Regions from separate parts of the Xenopus laevis genome. Here region 1 is linked to region 2. A link is a contact called in public Hi-C data. All regions are on one chromosome and are shown on one strand. Each heading gives the region's core, a stretch centred on a gene start, on an enhancer-like site or on the middle of the called end of the contact. The rest is flanking DNA. Distances are from core to core; before and after follow the strand shown.

Region 1 (4,130 bases), core at 747-3,246, 58 kb after region 2:
GGTCCCTCTTTGTGAAGTTGGGTCAAGGTAAATGTAAGGATATGTGGGCTTAAAGGGATCCTGTCATCGGAAAACATGTCAGTTAATAGTGCTACTCCAGCAGAATTCTGCACTGAAATCCATTTCTCAAAAGAGCAAACAGATTTTTTTATATTCAATTTTGAAATCTGACATGGGGCTAGACATTTTGTCAATTTCCCAGCTGCCCCCAGTCATGTGACTTGTGCCTGCACTTTAGGAGAGAAATGCTTTCTGGCAGGCTGCTGTTTTTCCTTCTCAATGTAACTGAATGTGTCTCAGTGGGACATAGGTTTTTACTATTGAGTACTGTTCTTAGATCTACCAGGCAGCTATTATCTTGTGTTAGGCAGCTGCTATCTGGTTACCTTCTCATTGTTCTTTTGTTTGGCTGCTGGGGGGAAAAAGGGAGGGGGATGATATCACTCTAAAGGTGGCCATAGACACAAAGATCTGCTCGTTTGGCGACATCGGCAAACGAGCGGATCTTTCCCCGATATGCCATTAACGAGCATGGCTATATCGGGGCGGTAATCGGAACATTCGGTCGTGTGGCTGAACGGTCCGATTACGATGCGGGATTGGTCGGGTCAAAATCAAACCAAACGACCGATCTCCGCCGGACTAAAAGATGTCGGCACTCTCCACACACGATCCGAAAATTGTACGAATCCTCGATAGACAATATGTCTAGCCCCATGTCAGATTTCAAAATTGAATATAAAAACATCTGTTTGCTCTTTTGAGAAATGGATTTCAGTGCAGAATTCTGCTGATTCATTTTGAAAAATTTTTTTTTTTCCCATGACAGTATCCCTTTAAGGGCTGGTTAAGGTGGGGGCAGGTGTCAGATTTCTAGACCCACTAATCACTAGTCAGAACCAAGGAAAGGGTTGAACCAATACTTGAAAAGGCAAGTTAAACAAATATAGGCGCAAATTCGCGGCAAATTTACACGATTTTTTTTTTTTGACGCTGGCGCATTTTTGTTGTTTCACGAATTTCGCAAATTTTACAGCGAACTGAAACGCCCCAAATTCGCCCATCACTAAAAAAACACCCATAAAAGGATTAAAATACCCCCCTACCCCATAACAAATTCATACAAAATGCAGGGGTTTAAAATGAAAACCATTTGGAGCAGTATTAAGAAATACTAAATGTTTTTGTGTGAATAGTATATTAATAGTTTCCAGTTAGAAATATTCATTTTGAGAAATCTTTTTTTCTATACGCCATTGCAAATGTTACATGCAAAGCAGATTGAATCATGAAGCAAAGCAACTGAGACAAGGCTGTGAGAAAGCTATTGTGTGAGCATTTTTAATGTCTTGCATGCAGACTGTTCACATTCCAAAGGTCACATTGTCAGAACATGTTGAAACATGAGCAGTTTCACCATACCTTGAGTTCCAGGAGCTTAAATGGTTGTTGAGAAAACCTCATGGGTTTTGGATTGTTTGGCATCTGTTTTATGTAGGCTCTCCAGCTGCTGCAACTTCTATCTAAACATGCACTGCAAGACACATTGCCCAAATTTGGGGCAGTGTGGATCCATAAATGAAGTGCTGTGAAATTCTTAACAGTTGCCAGATACTGACCCCCACACACCTTGTGTTTTTATTTGGTGCTTGTTTTTATATAACATTAACATTATTTGAATTAGAATGCTTTGTAAAAATAATTTGCATATAAATGCTTCTATTGTAACTACGGTTAGAATCTGTCTGAGCTGCACATCACAGAATTGACTGTTGTAAATTTTAGGGTCTGGCCAAACAAACCGTTTCAGGGAGATAAGTCACCCCAGTGGCAAATCTCCTCTTCTTTGGGGCGACAATCTCCCCGAACTGCCTCCCCCGGCTAAAATGAAACTTGTCTGGGGGAAGGCACGTGCACAATTTAGCCGGCGGAGGGCATGGGGAAGGCAGTTCAGGGAGATTGTCGTCCCAAAGAATAGATTTGTCGCTGGGGCAACTAATCTCTCCAAATCTGCTTGTGTGGCCTTACCCTAACAGTACTCTTGCTGGCTACTCTGAGCTATTCTATTGTAGACTTTTTAGTTCATTGCGTGAACATTGCAGTTCCTCCTATATGCTGCTCAATGTAAGTTGCTGCTCACTGGAGCGAGCTACTGCACATAGGGTTGTATCAAACATAATCATATTTTTCATTATTTTGTTGCTGCTTGATGCTTTAAAAACTGCTCTGTTATTTTGTCTTTGGTTTTTACTCAGAGCAATTTGCATTTTTACTTTGCAGACTCAATTTACTGTCTGTATAAGTTAATTGACAGTGACGTCTTTCGAAGAGCTTAATTTTGTGCTAGAAATATTTCATAATTGTACTCTACTTTTACCCCTGCTGATTGAGTTGTTTTTTCTTTTTTTCCTTTCCATCAATCAACATTTCCCAACAGTAGAAAAGCTTGGGTACTTATCATGCATAGGCATGGGCCCATCCGTGCAGAAAGTTGGCAGGATCTAAAGAGTTGATGTAGCTTTCACCGACTGTAAATTACATTCATGTACTTATCAAACAGGTTTTGTGTAAGAATAACCTATTATTCCAGTGGCATGGCTTCATTTCAATTGAATATATGCATTTACACAGCTTTATCCCTGCAATCATAAGCAGTCTATATTACATTGATATATAATTGATATATAATTGTAAACCAGCAATACTTTTTACATTGTGCAATTTGCTTCAAATCAGTAATTGCTCATATCACTGCTCATACATCTGATAAAAATTCTTATGGGTCTGACCCAATGTCCAGTTATGGTGGATCACTCACAGAATGGCAAGAATTGCAAGTAGGCCCATACATCTGGATTGATGGACAGGGTGGCCAATTTTGGCCTCTCTGCTTTGGTTTTATTGCACCAGAGATTGATTGGCTACATCTAGGGGCAGATTTAGCAAAAGATAAGTTTATAGCTTACCACTGAAAAAGTCATCCACTTTTTACTCATTCCTGTGGGATTGCTATACGCATTTTTATCAAATAGTGAACTCTTTGAAAAGTGGGTGAATTTTTCTGTGTTAAGGTCAAATCTCACATTTTGGTATATCTGCTCCTTACTGTTTTGAAGGTTACGCATGCAAATTTGGAAATTTACAGGTAGTGTGTGCAAGCTATTCTGCAGTATCTCTTGGCAATACAAGTACTACAAAAATAACAAGTTGTTTGTATATTGGCCTAAATTGTATAGCTCTAGCTGTAACATGTCCACTACTTAAATTAAGACTAAAGATCATATTCTTCTCTTGTGATTAAAATTGTATTTCTATTGTATAATAAGAACGACTTTTGTGTTTACGTACCCTATAAAAAAACATTCTTTGTTGTTTCTTTTTGTACCCTATAAGAACACTTTGCTGCCATTGGGTTCCCTATTTGATTTTCATGTCAATTGATAATTTAGCATGTTACAGAAATACCTTTCTCAAAATGTAGCATTTTACAGAAATAACTTTCTCTCTGCCTGCTTCTACATCCAGCACTTCCTTTGCAGACCTTCCTTCTCGTTTGCTCGCAGGAGTAAGGACCTCTCCTGCACAGAACACAGAGCAAGCTAATGCTCTGTAAGTAGCACAGAGAATGGGAAAGGTATACACAATCTCCCTACAATTATAACTATACTTCCTTAAGTAGTCATAGTTCTGACTACGTAAATGGTCATTCTGGCACAGTACAGTACCTTGCACAAGAAAATACTATCCTTCTGTTTCTTTGGTTGGAATTCGTTACATGAATGAATAAAAAAACACAGTGTGGCTCCATATGAAAACATTTTGTATGGTCTCCTGTTAAGAAAACTCAAGACTTTAAAATAGATATGTTTTTTCACTCTGTAATACCAAGCTAAAGGTCCTTTATTGCAATTTGTGTGTGTTCAAACTTATTTTTTTTTTTAATTGTTGTTATAATTATCTAGAGAAATGTTGAGAACATGGATACGATCATTACTGAATGTATGCAGTATATTTATGCATTGTAGTTATACAGTATACTTGATTGGTAGATGAACACATGCACATATCCGCTAATTTCATGCAAAAGGATATTACATCTTGCATTAACTTGAAACCTTGTCATTTAGTTT
Region 2 (4,050 bases), core at 179-2,678:
ATTTTTGCCACCCCTGGCAACCAGTGGGGCGCTGCCGCCTGAGGCGAGTACCTCAACTCGCCTCATTGGTGGAGCGCCCCTGTACACTAAAGTGTTTAAAAGGGGTTGTTCACCTTTGAGATAACTTTTAGTATGATGTAGAGAGTGATATTCTGAGACAATTTGCAATTGGTTTTCATTTTTTATTTGTAGTTTTTGAGTTATTTACCAATCTGGTAACGCGGGTCCAAATTACCCAAGCAACCATGCATTGATTTGAATAAGAGACTGGAATATGAATAGGAGAGGGCCTGAATAGAAGGATTGTTAATAAAAAGTAACAATAACAATTAGGGATGCACAGAATCCAGGATTCGGTTCGGGATTTGACCAGGATTTTGCCTTTTTCAGCAGGATTCGGCCGAATCCTTCTGCCCGGCCGAACCGAATCCGAACCCTAATTTACATATTCAAATTAGGGGCAGGGAGGGAAATCGTGTGACTTTTTGTCACAAAACAAGGAAGTAAAAAGTTTCCCCCTACCCACCCCTAATTTACATATGCAAATTAGGGTTCGGATCCGGTTCGATATTCAGCCGAATCCTTAGCCGAGGGGGTTCGGCCGAATCCAAAATAGTGGATTCGGTGCATCCCTAATAACAATACATGTGTAGCTTTACAGAGCATTTATTTTTTAGAAAGGAGTCAAGCAGGGCCAGGCCAAGGGGTAGGCTGAGTAGGCACGGGCCTAGGGCACAAAGCTGGGGGGGCACCAGGCACGTACCTCCTCTGTCGCCTACCCCCGCCGACTCTCCTACTTTTTTTCTACTTTTTGTGCTCCTGCGCAGACACACTGGAGTCAAGTACACCAATTAAAAGCTGCAAAGAGCCGGAAGAACTTTCAAATATTGATAGCACCAATCTTAGATTTCTTTGCTTAAAATGCCTTTATTGAGACATGGTGGGCTCAGACTAGGGTTGCCACCTTTTCTAGAAAAAAATACCGGCCTTCCTATATATTTATCTTTTTTCCCTATTAATAACATTGGGATCAACCATCATTTTTACAGGCCAGGTCGGTAAAATACCGGCCAGTTGGCAAACCCTAGCTCAGACCACGATACACTTGGCCAGAAGAAAAAAAACAAATAACTATAAAAAAATAAATAATGAAAACCATTTGAAAAGTTTCTTGAAATTAGCCGTTCTATAACAAAATAAAAGTTACCTTAAAGTTGAACCACCCCTTTAAAGACTCCGCGTATGAGCAATTGCTACAGCCTAGTGCACTCATGCATTGTTTTCCAACTAGAACTCAGGGCATGCCGGGTATTGTAGTGCCTAAAGAAGTGAAAATGCAGCTTGTAGTGTAAGTGGCAGCGCAACGCCAGAGTGAGGGCATAGGCTGCTATATTTGGAAGGGCCTATTGTAGCTAGTGACAAGGCATGCTGATGGAATTCCAGCGAAGCCAGTCATAGCCCGTGGCGAATGCCTGGTGGCCAGTGGAATTCCTTTGCACCCCTCCTATAATCCAGCGCCTCTATCACCCCCTCCCATTCCTTCAAAGCTCCCAGGCAGTGTGAAATCTGATCCTCCGCAGCCGGCTCGGAGGGGAGGACTCTCGCTCTCTCCCTGTTATTCTGCCTTTTTTTTCCCTGCTTCCTGTTTCTGGTATTGTGCTGGGAGCGGATGTGCGCAGCGCCCACAGGTGTGTCTCTTCTCGGCGCTCAGTGCTAGGGAGTCGGCTGGGAAGGCTGTGCGCGTCTGATATGGACACAGTGAGGGCCGGGGGGTCGGGGCGCGGAGCTGTACTAGGTTTCTCTCAGCGTCTCCATTGATTCCGGGAAATCGGCGGAGAGCAGAGCCAAGCAGGAGACTTGGGTGAGTTGCTCACAAATGCCGCTCTTATTTTTAGGCTATCTTGTCATAGCACCTGTTGGCTGGAGTGTCGGCCAGCGCTTTGCACCATATTCCCCACTCAGTCACCTTCCTTCCTGCTCATCTGTGCTGCTGAGTTGTACTGCTGCCTGCTTGTCTGGGGTCCTTTGGCTTAGCAACTGGTCTTCCCAAAGTGACCTCTTTAATGGGAACTATTGGCCACCTTTGAGCTTGGGAAGGAGGTGGAGGCAAGAATCGCTCTTCCCTGCAGGGACGTGTGTGAGAGAAGTGCTGCCCGGTCCCTGACTAGTCGCTCCTTTCCCACGGTGACATCCTCGCACCACCTGCCTTGGGAGTTACCTGGTTCATAAAGTCTATTTCAGGAATGTGCTGACACTTCTGCTTTGTTTCAAATAATAGAATTGTTTTACTCTTTAGCTTATGAGCATTTGGGTTTAGGCTTGTTCATATGGGATATTACACGGCTGCTATTGTTTGTACAGAAGACGATTGTTTGGAAGAAACGGCAGCCTGTTGGCTATAACAGCTCTTTCGTTGCATACAGATGCATGCGATCAGACGGCTCGTGTAGGGATCATAGGGGAGTCTGTCTGTAGGCTACATCATGAGATCTTCATTATTACAATCACTGAATTCAAAGCTCATCTGCATATATATACTGCATGTATTTCATTCATATTCATTCTGAGGATGTTTGAAACACTTGCATGTGATGGGTTTATATTGGTAGCTCTTAGAATACATCTCCAGGGTCCCAATGTAGTCCTGCTAGTTGTAGCTTGTTCCTGTTTGGCAGAAGCTACAGCTCAAATTGCTGTCATGGCACTGAGCATTCTAAAGGCTGACCGTAGCTAACCAGTAATCTTTTAGTCTGATGTCCTGGAAAGGGTGGGTACTGATCACTTGATCCACTGCTATTCACATGCCTGCAGATGTTCTGTGCTGGCTAATGGCTAGCAGGATTGTGTTAGGTCTTCTAACATGATGTTGTGGGTGATATGTAGAAGTTATGGTTGATGTTTTTGTTTTTTTTGTTTCTGCAAAATGGTAACCTTTTTTTGTTTTAAACCGGTGGTAACTTGTTGCTTTCAGGCAAATACAGTGAATGGAATTAACAGTAAATATTTGTTTTATTTTTGTTCTAGTTGGAGGGTGGTGACATTTGCTGTCCTATCTTCTTTTCATGGCCCATAAAAGTCCCAAGCAAACTTAAGTGCATAGGGTGTTCCCTATCCTAGGGAATTTATAGATTAGTTTTGTGGCCCTTTACTTGCCTTCTTGATGTGTATATAGTCTGTGCTTCTTGCTAAACAAATGCGTATGTAGTCTCTGACCTAGCACTGGACATCCAAATAGCAAGTTAATGGGGGTGCACAGTGATCTGTATTCTAACCATTTTAGGGCTATCTGATAAATAACTGAAAATGAAGTTAGGCACTTAAATAAAATCCTTTTGGTTAGTGTGTTTCTGCACAGCAGCAGGAAACATGCAATTGCGTCTCGTGCATGGTTCAGCTTTAAGCTCTTGAGAATTAACATATGATATTCAATGTAGAAAACTGTGTAATCTGCAGTATAAATATTCATTTTTTTAGAACACGGTTTACAATGTGTTGTTTGAAGACTTAGAATTAATCAAGCAAAGTGAGCTGGCACAGGGTGACCCGAATAGGCCTTATGGCAGCATTAACAAGATAAAGTAAACACTGAATCGATAGTGCTTTCTTTTAGTTTCATTTTGGGGCTTTGGGTAAGAACAGTAGTTGATCATTAAATAAATGTGGACTTGAAAGTTCTATTTTCAGAAGTTCAGTATCCAAACTGTGAACGAAGGTTTGAACAAAGAACACCATAAATCAGTTCTACAGTTCAGTTACATTTTGTACTAGAGCAGAATTTTAAACCATATTACATAGTGGGGATTTTGTTCTGCTGCCCCTTCTATACACATAATGCATAAGAGCCATATCTGTAATTATGTTTCTTGGTTCTATTAGCAGAAGTATCTTCATCTGCTTATTTCATTCTTACATTCTTATATGCAGTTTATAAATGCGTTCTGAAATAAGGGTTTATAGAATGCTGTAATGTTCTGCTTACAAAGTCCAAACAGCACCTTAGATGCACCCATTTTAATTTCAAGTCACTTCTTTATCAAGGCTGTAAATTAG

Evidence for each region. Hi-C and Micro-C count contacts between places; a contact is called where the count stands out from the background.
Region 1: a contact with region 2 is called in a Hi-C map of the XL177 cell line, with 1.6 times the contacts expected there. The contact joins the enhancer-like site here to the promoter of plxnb2.L in region 2.

Annotation. Positions count from the first base shown.
Region 1 is chr3L:77,981,970-77,986,099 of Xenopus_laevis_v10.1, forward strand. The region is part of intron 5 of plxnb2.L (plexin-B2); the gene reads left to right. Among protein-coding and RNA genes, the nearest start is that of plxnb2.L, 58 kb to the left of the region's middle. Within about 2 kb of position 1,997, at least 3 of the 7 cell types and tissues checked have an H3K27ac peak or open chromatin away from gene starts, as enhancers often do.
Region 2 is chr3L:77,924,181-77,928,230 of Xenopus_laevis_v10.1, forward strand. It overlaps plxnb2.L (plexin-B2), which reads left to right and starts at 1,429. Exons shown (of 41, transcript XM_041586424.1): 1 at 1,429-1,861.